3 separate regions of the Mus musculus genome follow, and all the other regions are linked to region 3. Evidence: chromatin contacts called from public Hi-C data. All regions are on one chromosome and are shown on one strand. The core of a region is the stretch at or near the end of the contact, and the rest is flanking DNA. Distances in the headings are between cores, read along the strand shown. Region 1 has its middle 91 kb from the start of Spats2l. Region 2 holds the start of Spats2l (spermatogenesis associated, serine-rich 2-like). Region 3 overlaps Aox2 (aldehyde oxidase 2).

Evidence for each region. Hi-C and Micro-C count contacts between places; a contact is called where the count stands out from the background.
Region 1: a Hi-C map of uterus shows a contact between it and region 3. The contact joins two enhancer-like sites. A contact is called at or near these places in 1 of 484 Hi-C or Micro-C datasets (uterus) and 1 of 9 other capture datasets (embryonic stem cells).
Region 2: a contact with region 3 is called in a Hi-C map of uterus. The contact joins the promoter of Spats2l here to the enhancer-like site in region 3. A contact is called at or near these places in 6 of 39 promoter capture datasets (the HPC-7 cell line, cranial neural crest, embryonic stem cells and 3 more), 4 of 484 Hi-C or Micro-C datasets (cortical neurons, embryonic stem cells, palatal mesenchyme and 1 more), 7 of 115 datasets of contacts at active chromatin or transcription factors (embryonic hindbrain, embryonic limb bud, embryonic stem cells and 2 more) and 1 of 9 other capture datasets (embryonic stem cells).

The regions. Positions count from the first base shown.
Region 1 is chr1:57,681,785-57,686,048 of GRCm38.p6, forward strand. No RefSeq gene overlaps it. Among named protein-coding and RNA genes, the nearest start is that of Spats2l, 91 kb to the right of the region's middle. Within about 2 kb of position 2,812, at least 12 of the 459 cell types and tissues checked have an H3K27ac peak or open chromatin away from gene starts, as enhancers often do. A contact at or near this core is called in uterus, where this site is marked.
Region 2 is chr1:57,773,303-57,777,378 of GRCm38.p6, forward strand. It overlaps Spats2l (spermatogenesis associated, serine-rich 2-like), which reads left to right and starts at 1,559. Exons shown (of 14, transcript NM_144882.4): 1 at 1,559-1,722.
Region 3 is chr1:58,293,510-58,298,150 of GRCm38.p6, forward strand. Aox2 (aldehyde oxidase 2) reads left to right here. Exons shown (of 36, transcript NM_001008419.2): 9 at 792-936; 10 at 2,354-2,446. All of the region lies in intron 2 of Gm15759 (a long non-coding RNA gene), which reads right to left. Among named protein-coding and RNA genes, the nearest start is that of Aox2, 18 kb to the left of the region's middle. Within about 2 kb of position 3,017, at least 24 of the 459 cell types and tissues checked have an H3K27ac peak or open chromatin away from gene starts, as enhancers often do. A contact at or near this core is called in uterus, where this site is marked.

The sequences.
Region 1 (4,264 bases), core at 1,562-4,061, 610 kb before region 3:
AGGAGAGTCCTGATCATGTCACTCGGCTACTCTGGAACATTTGGTGGTCCCTAGTACTGGCCAAATTAGACAGCTTCCTTAGCACTGTATCCTTTAGAATCCTAACTTTTTAGCTTCATCTCTCATATAGGGTCTACATTTTTGGTACAATATAAGTGAAAAGGATTTGTCTTCCAGTATTTATTCTTTCCTTATTAGAAATAGTACTATTGGCTTTGATATAGAGCCAGGATCACTGGATCGCTGTATTTCTGAGCTTACTTTATAGCTAGCCATGCATATTTTATCAAGTATTAATGTTCTGATTGATTTTTAAATTTTCTGTTATTTTGTCAACTTAACACAAACCACAGTTATCTGAGAAAAGGAACCTCAATTAAGAATTGCCTGTGGTTCCATCTATGGTGATTTTCTTGATTAATGATAGATAGGAGAGTGTGCATCCATCTTGGGTTGGGGACACACCTGGGCAAATGGTCTTGAGTTCTATAAGAAAGCATCCTGAGCAAGCCATAAGGCAGCAGTACGCAGCCAGGAAGCGGCACCCCTCCACAGCTTCTACTTCAGCTCTTGCCCGCATGTCCCAGTCTTGAGTTCCTGCCCTTATTTACCTGGACTATTTCTTCCCTACATTGCTTTTGGTTATGTTCTTTATCACAACAGCAGAAAAGTCATTAAGACATCTGTAAGATAAGAAGTAATAGAAGCTATTGTGCACAACCTGTAGAAAGCATCTTTCCATGGTAAAAGGTACCCCCGCTCGCACATCTCCAGACAGCTGGGTAGAGCATGGATCTGATGGCAGTGGCTTGGGTTGTTGTCCTTCTACTATAAGATAGAAACCACTTAGTAAGGATATAAGCATGCAAGGAACCTGGGTTCTTGGTGTTTGGAGACATTCTACCCACCCTAATCCCACAACTGTCAGGCTCCTTTATTTGAGACAAAACCAAGCCACTATCTTGCTCCTGCCATGACTACTTTGCTGTCCATTCCTTTTTTCCCTCTTTTAATCACTTGCAGCTGAGGCCACTTTCTATTGATACCAGAGCTATTCTTTGTTTCCAGAATATGGTCTCCCTGCCCTTGGACCTCCCTGTTCTCAGCATCCACTCTGTGGTTTTACACACCCTCTTGCTATTTCTAGTTTCTATGCTATGCGTATCTTTACCTCCCCAATCTGCCCATTGCCAAGGCCTCCAGGCTAGACCTCCCCAAATCTCCAATTCCAAGCGTTATCCACTCCTTAGATTCTTCTAAACACTTGCTTGCTTTGTTTTGTTTTGAGACAGTGTTTCACCATGTACCTCAGGCTAGCCTCAAACCCTAGTCTTCCAACTTCCACCTACCTGAAACTACAAGTAGACACACTATACCTGGCTCCTCCCCTAGACCTTTTAATATACCTTTTGTCACACCTTGCCTCATAGTGATCATGTCTGAACTTGAGTCCTCTTCATTCGTGTGAGAGCAGACAGGCTCTGCAACTGCATGTCTTACACACAGTAGGCATTTGCTGAGACACATTTTAGGAGTTGTTCCAACTTACAGGGCTAGTCCCTCCATTGGTGACCACCCTTTTGCCTGCCCTACCTTCATGCTTTACAATAAGATTGCTCTGGGTCGATGCTGTCTGCCCAGACTGTGAATACCATCCTCTTAGCTAATCTGCCATCCACTTCTGAAAAATGAGAGCAGAGACTATAAAAAGGATACATCGTTCTGTAGTGTAGGAGATAGAGAGGTCCTAGTGACTTTCCTGGAGCATCTTGCCTCCACTGTTCCAGAAGTGTGGTGTTTTCCTACTCTTGGATTATATGAACCACTTTTGATTCTTATCATAACTTTTGATTCTTATCATAACATACCTTTCTTCCCAATAGAATCTTCTTGTGGAGGCTAGGCTAACCTGGAGCACGGAGTCTTCTTTCCCCAGTCTGCTGAGTGCTGGGATTACAGGCGCAGATCGCATACTGCCGTGACAAGTGCCTTTGCATTTAGTTCTTGCTTACCTTTTGTTCCATGAACCGCAAATATGTGTCTATGTATACATAGATTGGTGGGATAACCTTTAATATGATATTAAGCACAGTTCTCTAGCTGGAGGGTCACAATTGGTTGTGTGGCAGAGCAAGGGATCCTACAACCACATGAATTTGGTGACAGTCCTACAGTTGCCACCAAATTTCTTCTTCTTACTCTCTTTCTCCAAATTGTTCTCTCTTTGGGTTTTCTGTGACATTTTTATGACACTTAACCATTTCCCCCCCCCCCCAATTTATCAGGATCCTTAAGCATGCAACTTGCAAACTACAATGCAGTATGGCCCTATCTTCCCTGCCCTCCTGTGCCCAGTACTCAATGAGTCTTCCTGCATTAGAATCTCTTTGTTTGTATCAAGAGCAATCTAAACTATAATAGGCTAGGGTTTTGTTCTGTTCTGTTGAGATTTTTTGTATTGTTTTGTTTGTTTGTTGTTGTTATTGTTCTAATCAGATTAACTTAACTTTTATCAAAACTGAGGTTTATAAATTAATGAAAAGAAAGAAAGGGAAATACTGTATCCATTTGATGAACTAAAACTTCTGACCACAAAACGAATGAAAAACTAGAAGTGAGAACGGTAGAGAAAAGTGAATTTCAGTAAGTGAATAGCTTCAGGTTTGAAAACGGACTCTGCTCTCCAGCGTGCCGTAACTTAAACACGAATCCCTCGGTTTCCGAGTCCAGCAGACAGCTGGAAACCCACACAGGATGCCAAAACAGTGTGACCTACATCTGCAGCCAGGCAGCCTCTCCTGAAGTCAATCTGGGATTCAGAATCTTGAGCTTGAATTTTCTCTGGGAGTATTATGTGTTCTGGATAAGAGGGTAGCAGACATAGTCCAACTTTTGCTTCCAGACATCTTAAACCACACTAATCCACTTTTCCGTCCTTCAAACACAAGAGCATGCAAACAGAAAGCATGTGCTAGAAATGTTTTCAGGTTTACAGTATTACTTGGAGAAACTAGAGAACTCTTTTGGCTCTTTGGAAGTTCAGCTATCGTACTGTATTTCTGCATCTTCTGGATTAACATGAACTCTAAAATAAGAACTTGCATTTTGGGTTACATCTGCTTCTGATTAATGTGAATAAAATAAATAAAACTAAATGATGACCAACCATTACAGAGTGTCCTCTTGCGTATGGCCTGTGGGTAGCTTTTCAGGAGTCAGAAGCAAATGTTTAAAGGGAAATTCCTAGATGCTCAAGATTCCATGAAGGAGACTTCTCAAAAAAAGCCGTCTACGGCTTTAAGGTGAGTATCGGGTTTGTTTTATGGTATTGGAAACTAAGGAGAGGGGTCGTTTTTTAGATCCCTGGACCAGGAGGGATTTTCGCTTCCTGAACTTCTGACCCCTAATCTGCAGACTGTAAAAATGCAGTCAAACCCCGAGGTGGTTATCACATCTCAGCAGCCTTTGTAATTGATATCCAAGAGCCGATCACCTTGCCAAAATTTTAGAAGGACTGTGATGGGCACATTTTTTAAGGGGGCACTTTTGTTCTCAGAGCTTTCTCTGCTCTTCTTTATGGTCTCTTTCTCTTTTCCCACATCTAAGTGATCTGTTCACTCCACAAGACATTCTTGCCAAACTATCAAAATTAATCACTTTCCTCCCGAGGGTTATAATACCTCTGTTTCCCTACCCATAGCATTTAAACAACCCACACAGACCAGTCCATCCCCCACTCACCCTGGGCCTACTCTCCCTAACCATCTTCCAGTGGGTGCATCCTCCAGACCTAGCCAAGGACAGTTTTAAAAGATACAAAATGGGTTAGACTCACCATACCAGTCATATACTGTCTCTTCTATATCTCCCTGACTTTTTGTATACCTATAAGCCCACTCAAGCACCTTAAAATCTACCCAATACTAATAAGTTAAATAATACTATAAATAAGACTCCATAAGTGACAAGGGCATAGGACTAATCAAATGGAAAACAGAAAGCCCCTCCTTATATTAAGAATGTGGTTAATAAATGTAGATGGGATGATGGATTTAGAAAATCACCAATGGATAAGAAACATGATTGACTTATGCAAGAATCATCAATAACTTCTCTGGATGATAAAACTATAAGGAGAAACAGGACATTTATTGTCTCAAAATAGCTCCCTGCAAGGCCTATTATTTTTCAAGAGAAAAACAGTAAACTTTACAGTTGTGCTATCTAGCAAAACATACCTTGATGAAACAGCCAAATGACTCAC
Region 2 (4,076 bases), core at 309-2,808, 520 kb before region 3:
GAAGAAAGGAATGAAGCCAGAGTTCAATGTTATTTCCAAAGCCCATCCTGAGGGAAACGATAATTTATTACTTGTTTTTGGAATTCTAGTCATGGGGGAACCTTCGCTCAAAACTTAAACGACTTACTTTGCAAGAAGCCCTGAAATGTGCACCACACTCCAAGTTGAATCATTCCAAGTTACTAATTAATTCTTTCAAATTCAATAAGCAATAGGGTGGCATTTGTCCTTGACTTGTACAGAAGCTGGCTTTTCCGTCTGCACAAAGGTTGGGCCAGACTGGGTTCAAATTCTTCCTCTAGTTACTAGTTGAAAACTTAGACAAGCTATTTAACTTTTTGTCTCCTTTCTTTATTTGCAAATAAGCGAAAAAAAAACATACCTACCCACTGAGTTTATCTGAAGGGTTGGATCAGATACTAAATAAAGCACACTCATTCACCAATCCAGCCTATGGGGTGGGAGAAAACTCCCAGTCAGGTAAGAAAATGAGTTATTTCCTTTCATCTCTTCTTTTAATCAGAGTGACCTTTGTCAACTGGGCTATGATGTATTGTAGATCCGAATGTTACCTGAAAGTGTAATTCGTTTCAAATAACGACTCCCTTAAATGGAATACAATTCCGCTGTTCTGAGCTTGAGAGGCGAAACCGACTGATTTGATATTTGTAGAGGGCTGAGAGCCAGGAAGCCCCCCACCCCACTCACCCAAGGAACAGTTACTGCTCAGAGAAAGGGCGGCTAGGAAGTTACCCTTCAAAAATAAACCTGAGAGCAGCCTGCATTTCCCTCTGCTGCCTCTGGAAGAGGTGTGCGATCTAAAGTGCGTCCATCATGAATAATGCTTGCCTTTCCTCTCCCAACTACTGCACTCCCAGGCAGAAACATCACCAGCCGCTGCCACTGGGTAGCTCAGGGCAGCTCAGTGGGTGATCACGCACGATTAGATGCCCGCGTGAGACCCGGAGTGAAGACGAGGAGCCAAAACACTTCAGCTCAGTCTGATTTCAAAGGTCGGGCTGAGCCCCCAGAGCTCATCCCAGGGCCTGATTTTCCGCGGCTTTTCCGAATAAGCTATCTTTGTTTACATTTGAGCTTGGCTCACTCCCAGAAAGCATTACTACCTTCTGTCCGGAGAAGCATCTCGCCTTTGCAGACGGTGCTGGGGCAGCAAAGTTCGTTTTCCTGGGTAGGGAAGAGCGATTCTCTTGCTCCTCACGCGGGTAGTACCCAGTGTTTGGACAGTAGTGGGCAGTTTAGGGTAGGTGGAGGTTTGGAGGGGAAGGGGAGAAGGTTGGTGCGGGGCAAGCCAATGAAGTGCTGAAGCTGTATGGGGGATTCTTCTAGAAAGTAGGGTGGGAAAGGAGCTAGGGAGGGCGTGTGGAGGGACAGGATCCGTGTCAGAACGTGCGTGTGAGCGGATACAAAACCCAGGGAGGCGTGATCGGCGGCGTGTGTGCAAGCCCGAGCGAGGGGCGCCGGCGGGGTGTGTGCTCCTGGTGAGTGACACGGAGGGGCGGGCGGCCGCCGGGAGGGGGCGGCTGCGCGGGCGGGAGTGTCCCTGCGTGGGGCTGGCGGCGCGGAGTTGAGGCAGTGAAGGAATCCAGCCTGCCCAGCGGCCCAGCGGCCCTACCGCCGCTTTCCCTCAGCTCGCTCTCCGCGCTGCAGGGGCCGCCAGCGCCGCGCCCCGGCCCGGGACAGAGCAGCCGCGCTCGCAACGAGGTAAGCCCGGGTCCCCGGGTCGGGCGGCTCACCAGGGCCTGCGTGGCCAGGGTGGGGGCGATCGACCAGCCGAGCGCCCGAAGGCCGCCTCCCGGGGCACTGGGTGTGGCCCGAGCTTGGCCGACCGGACGCGGAGGTCGCGGTCCTTGCCTTCCCCCGGCGGGTGGTGGGGACAGCGGCGGAACCGATCGCGGACTCGGCCTGCCCTGCTCCACGCGGGCGCCCCCCTGCGCTCCAGCTCCGCGCCGCCGATCTGCCTGCCCGGAGCGGGGCCGCAGGTCCCGAGCGCCCCGCACCCCTCGGCACCGGCGGGATCGGGTCCCAGCGTTCGCGTGCGCGCGTCGAGGGCGCGCAGGGCAGGCGGGAGGGGGCGCCCAGGCCGCCGGACCGAGCGATGTCATTGCAGGGTCTGGGCAGAAAAGCCCCCCGGAGCCCGCGGGCGCCGCGGACTGCAGCCCGGAGCGAGGGTCGTTTCTGAGTCGCGGAGACAACTTGAGTTTTGCGCATCTGGGGAGATAGCAGAGCTTCTGGCGCTCTGCTGGGAGTTCCGTGTTTACTGCGGACACCGGGGTGAAGGATCCAGCCTTCACCTGGACGGGAATGCGACGGAAACCTCCCATCCTTTCCTTCCTCCTTGCGAGTGGAGCCTTCCAGTGCGCAGTAGGGTCGGCATTTGTGAACTTGATGGGTTTTCGGCTCACAGCAGTCCTGGTTTTTAGCAGGTGCCAAGGTTGTGGAGACCTGACACACTCATTAAAGATTCTTTGTAGACAGCATTTTGCTTTGAGTGCAGCACAATCTCTATAGTGTGAGACTAGCGAAAAACCCTTGAACTTCAACCACAGCGCCGTCCTTTCCTTCCATAAAACACATGTAATATTTCACTTGCTTATTTAAAATACTAAAGTATCTGACCCCTTTGCAGCCCCGAAGATTTTAAAGGGGAGAGGGACACGGAAATTTTAGAATTTGTGCAGAGATAGAGTAAGGTCGTGCGGTCTTTATACCGTCATTCAATTTTGTTTTAGAGGAGCATTCATTGCTACTCAGACTCTGTTTCCAGAGAGTAAGCAAATGTGCAGTATGGCAGAGAAAAGAAAGGACAGGAAGTCAGAAATAGAAAAAGACTATTCAAGTAGTAGAAAAAAATATTTTGAAAGAACTCTTTAAAAAGTTGCCTTCTGGATAAAATATTTTATGAGCCTTATGAAATTGTGTTACTTAACCAGAAAGCACTGTTCTGGGAAGATGGGAGACAGTCTTATCAAGGAACTGTAATGCTTTAAAAAATCTGTATATCTGATGTTTGTTGGTTTTTTAACCAGGAACAAAAAAAATCAACTTTGGGAATGATTTTCTATTTGGACAAGGCAAATACTACTTTAGTCTCTAATTAGAGTTTTGAAATAAACTCAAGCTGGGTTAAAAACCTTTTTCTGTAGAGCAACAGAACAGAAATCATGTCAGATTCCGTATGGCTTTAAACACACACACACACACACACACACACACACACACACACACACACACACACACACGACTAGCTCCAAGGGGGAATTTGCATAAAAATACAATTAACTTGAATGCAGAGAATATTTAAGAGATGAAGGGGAAAACACTGAACATCTGGGAAAGGGGTGTATTAATTGGCAATTTTTGTTCTTTAATTTCTGAAATATTAAATGAGTGCCTAGGAATCAATTTAGGTAGTGTGCTAATTTAGTCAGGCAAAATGGCCAGGGCTTCTTTTGTGTCTGTTTTGTTGTGAGGAGCCCCCCACCAAAGTGGTCAATTGCTAGTTTCTCTGCTCGAACTAATTTCAAGTGGCCATTGTGGGAAGAGGTGATCAAAGGAACAAACACTTAGGGCACAGCATGGCAGCCAGTGAAGCGCTGCCACGTAGGTCACCTCTACTTGGAAACGGCAGCTAAGCCTTAGAAATGCCTCATTTTTAGTCTACAATCAGAGGCTAGTACCATTGCTAACAGTGGGTGTTCCTTCATGGCTGGGTGTTTTTTTTTTTTTTTTTTTTTTTTTTTTTTTTTGGAAGGGCAAAGGTGGTCTCCCCTGGAGGATCTTTACAGAACTACAGTCAACATCTTAGGAGATAAGTCAGGATACCAAGTGTCAGATCCGGTTTTGATAAAATGGAAAAAGTAGAAGTTGCTTATGGCAAATTTTAGGCTGCTGCCACCACTCTCACCATATGACAAGAGAGTACATTTTGTATGTATCTAATAGACACTGCTTAGTCACTGTTGCTTCCCTGGTGACCATCTCTGGTACTTTCATTGTTACTTGACTATGATAATCTAATCTATATGTGTATGTGAAACAGTAACTTCTATAAGTAA
Region 3 (4,641 bases), core at 1,767-4,266:
TTTCCCTTGTGTATAGGAAAAGCCACTATGAGGGAGGTCACATAGAAGAGGGTCAAGCTCCTACTGCCGTCATATCAGGATGCTTTCTGTTGCTGAGCCAAGAACCTCCTAAAGCTTGAGGAGGGGGCAGGGAAGAAGCAGTGTGCTCTGTAAGGGGATAGCCACCACCCCAAAGGGCAGAGGCTAGACCTTTGGTGCAGGTGGTGAGGACCAAGTAGATTCTGGGTATGCTTGCTGCTGGTGTGATGTCGAGTGAGAGCCAAGCCTGACCCCAGTGTTATATGTAGCTAGAGGGTACCAGTTTCCAGATGGAAAAACCTCCAGCGGGGCAGGTCGGCTTTCCTTTGGTGTTCTTTTCCAAGGGCTGAGAAAGGAGCTCAGTTAGGGCAAAATAAATGTGAGGTGCCCCTGACACATCTAAGAGGTGACAGACATCAAGAATTCACTGAGAAATGACATAAATATTAAAGGAAAAAATCCAGACTGATGATATTAATTTGGGGTCATTAGGATTACTGTGATATAAAAGCCATGAAACTGAATTAATACTGAATTATCCGAGGCTGTGCAGTAGTCAACGGTAGGCACTGACTTATAGGGTCACTTCTTCCCCAAAGGCCACCTATTTACATGAATTCAGGCTTTAGCCAGTGGATATAGCGAGTGTCTTTCTGGACAAGTGTCCCCCAGAACCTTGAAGTCTTCCTAGAAGGACACAACCCACCCAGGGCCTGCTGTGGCCCAGAGTGGCTGGTATGTACACAGGTAGATATCCTGTCATTTGCCCTCAGAGGATGGCTGAGAACCCAGAGAAGCAAACCCTAACCTTTTATGGAGAGAGAATCACCTGGATCGCCCCAGGAACCCTCCAAGAACTCTTGGTGCTGAAAGCTAAGTACCCTGAAGCTCCTCTCATCTCGGGCAACACAGCCCTGGGTAAGTGGTCACAGTCTGCCTGGTTGAACTTCCTGGTCCCTGATCCGTTCCCAATCTGCTGCTTAGAGATGAAATATTCACCTGTCTAGCAAATTCAGTGACTTTCAAAGGTGATGGACATGCACCCTAGTAGTATTCAGGATAGCTGGGGATGATATGAGAGGGTTTTAAAAAAAAATGTTTTAATTCATTTTATCTCTTGTTCTTTTGCTACGGTTAAATATTAAATAGACATAAAGAATGTCATAAAATATTTGTGGATGTATTAACAAACATACCTACTGACTACCCATAGCCATGTTAATAACTTTGCTTCACACACATACACACACAGACAGAGTCCAGTGGTAGAATGCTAACCTAGCCTGTTCAAGCTCTGGGTTTGATGCCCAGCATTCTCCACAAACGTGTAATTGGTGTTCTAACCACTGGCCTTCTGAGAGGCACAGCCATTGCTCCTCCCTCCCTTCCCTCCTGATGACACCCCTCAGGTGAACTGTTTGTCATTGGTCAGCCTCTTCCTCATTTTTTATGATTACCACATACGTCTGAATTAACTGAACAACGTGTCAGTTAATTTTGTATATACTGTACAGAGACTGTCGCTTTTACTCTGAAATTTGTGTCTTTCAGTCAACATTCTTGACCTGAAACTCATCCCCTGTTTTTGCACGTTCATGGGTTCTACTCCATTATATGAGCACGGAAAGATTTGCCCCTCCAGTCTGTTAAAATAGCTCCAGCTATTTCCAGGGCCCCCAGGTTTTATAAATGTCTTTTTATTTCCATGCTGTGGATCAAACCTAGAGCCTCACACATGATCAGCAGGTGCTTGACACCGAGTCATATGAACATTCTCTATTTTGGTTTGGTTTGGTTTTTTGGGGTGTTTTGTGTGTGTGTGTGTGTTTTGTTTTTGTTTGTTGTTTTGGTTTGGTCTTTTGTTGTTTGTTGTTGTTGTTGTTTTGCTTATTTTGAGGCAGTCAAAAAAGTGTTGTCACTTTGACCAGCCTGGAACTCACTATGCAGGCCAGTCTGGTCTTGAACTCACAGAGTTCAAATTCAGCTGGCTCTGCCCCTGAGTGCCGAGATCAAAGGCATGCACCACTACTCTCAGCCACAAACATTCTTAGAAGTATTTCCAGGTTCTTTGGCCAAGCACTGGCCAGTCTTATGTGTAAGGGAGTTTGAGGAGCCTCTCACGGTTTTATTTCCTATTGGTCTACATAGCAGGAGTACAAGTCAGGGAATGCATACATTGGGCAGAGGAGTATATATATATGGTCATTGCTTTCACTTCCATACATATTTATTATCAAAGTTTAAGCTTTGTGTCTGAATGTTTTTATGAGAAATGTTCAATGTAAAAGAAAGGGCATTTTTTTCTCTCTCTCTAAAATGTATTTTTTTCCTTCAGGACCAGCCATGAAGTCTCAAGGACACTTTTACCCTGTCCTCCTGTCTCCTGCTAGAATTCCTGATCTAAGAATGGTGACTAAAACCAGTGGAGGTAAGTTCCAGCCCTGCTAGGAAGTAGTGAATGGCTAACCTCGGCAGATCACCCTCAGGTACCTATCTTATTAGCTCCGGCCCATACTGCATTCTTTTTCTGAAGTGAAAGTGTGTCTCCTCTGCAAACCTCATGGCCAAAGTCAAGGTTGTAGCCAGAGACCCTCCATACTCTTTGGCCAAGCACTGGCCAGTCTTCCCGCTTTCTGACTTTTCTCTGATACCAAGTATCAGTAAAGTCAGTAATGAAAATAGGTTGTTCCATAGGAAAGGGTCACTTTTCCTCAGCCCTCCTGTCTCTGGGGCCCTTATATGAGGCACAATTCAAAATCCTCAACATAGCTTAATCTTTCCCCTATAGATGAAGAACCTGCGGTGCAAAAAGAAAATGTGCTCGCCCAAGGGCATCAGGTTACAAGGTCACCAGCTCACAGTTCAGAAGCCCCACTGCCTTTTCACATTAACTGCCCAGCTTGGTCCCTCCGCCAAAGGAAGCCAGCCAGGCTCTGAAGTCTGTGCAACTTGTGGCCAATGACTCGCTTAAAGCTAAGGCGTGAGCACCCTCTAGTGGTCCTCAGGAAACTTCCTGTGGCCAGCAGTGTGAGCACCACTGGGGTGTCTGGAACCAGCTGTGCTCACGGCAGCACCCTCAGGAGTCATATATCTCTACAACAGTCCCACCTTTGATGTAAAGGTCTCTTTAAACTACACGTTCATTCATATATCCACAGTTGGCTCAGCCTAATTTTCTTTTAAAGGCATTAATATGAAGTGTCCCAAAGTCACTGCTGATGGGCCCATGAGGCATAGAGTCAAAGTTTAAAACCATATAGAAACACTGAGGAGGTAATGTGAACAATGGAAGCACCACAACAAAGGCCCAGATGGCCTGTCTGGCCTCGGTCAGAGTATGAACTCCCGTGAGGACAGAGCTATATAGAACAGGGAGCTGGCATTTTGGAGCCCCGCTAGAGGGTTGAGCTGCATGGGGTTGTTTTGTTGTTGTTGTTGTTGTTGCTGCTGCTGCTGCTGCTGCTGCTGCTGTCTGTGTCAAAACCAGAAGCAGGATCAGGGTATGGTGGCTCCTGCCCTCATGCCTGGAATCCCAACAACGTGGAAGGATGGAGAGGGAGGATCAGAATTCAAGGTCAGCCTTGGCAACAAGAGACTGACTGTCTCAAAAACAGAAAGCAACAAAAAGCCAAAAGAGGCAGTGATGATCCACTCTGGTCTCTGTATTTCTGGCTTAAATAACAGCAGTAAGATGTTTATACGATGTTGTGTCTGGTTTGTTTTTCCCTAAAGAGAGCCAGGGTCTTCTCGGGACAATGAATCATTTGACAGAGAACAAGGTTAGCTCTACTGGGCTCCTGCAGAGATACAGCAGGCATTTAGGGTTTGAGTATTTGTTGTTGGTTTTTTTTATTATTATTTCATGTGCATTGATGTTTTGCTGCGTATATGCCTGTGTGAGGGTACAAGATCCCCTGGAATTGGAGGTACAGACAGTTGTGAGCTACCACGTGGTTGCTGAAAATTCAACCCAGATTCTCTGGTAGAGCAGCCACTGCTCTTAACCACTGACATCTCTCCAGCCCTTGGGTTTGAGTTTTAGTTTGCGGTTGGGAAGATTATTTGGCTTGGTTTGGTTGGTTTGGTTTGGTTTGGTTTGGTTTGGTTTGGTTTGGTTTGGTTTGGTTTGGTTTTAGAAGCACAGTTTCCTTAGGTAGCCCAGGCTGGCCTCAAAATCACCCTGTCTCAACTTCCCAAGTGCTGGGGTTACAGACATGTGCCACTCCGTCTGGTTAAGGCCAGAGGTTTTACAGAAGTGAACAGTAGATTCTAATAGAACCACTGGGATAAGGAATCAACAGGCCATAGGTAGGGGTTCTGAGGTGAGACCAGATCTCATAAGAATTATCTTCTATGAGATGCTGAGACAGGACAAGCACTCCAGGCCGACATTCTGAAAATGAGGGACTATTTAGTTACAGATTTCAGGTGAGATTTTCTTGGCACATGAATTACTGGTCTTCTCCATCCAGGAAGTTAACTGAGGTTAGTGAAACAGGGGTCGGGGGTGAAGGAGGGGAGAGAGGGAGTGAGAGGGTGTTGGCAAAGACAAAGGATATATTGTGCCAAGAACATTTAATATTGACAAAATATAGCTATGTGGGAGGGTTGAATACTCTCAGA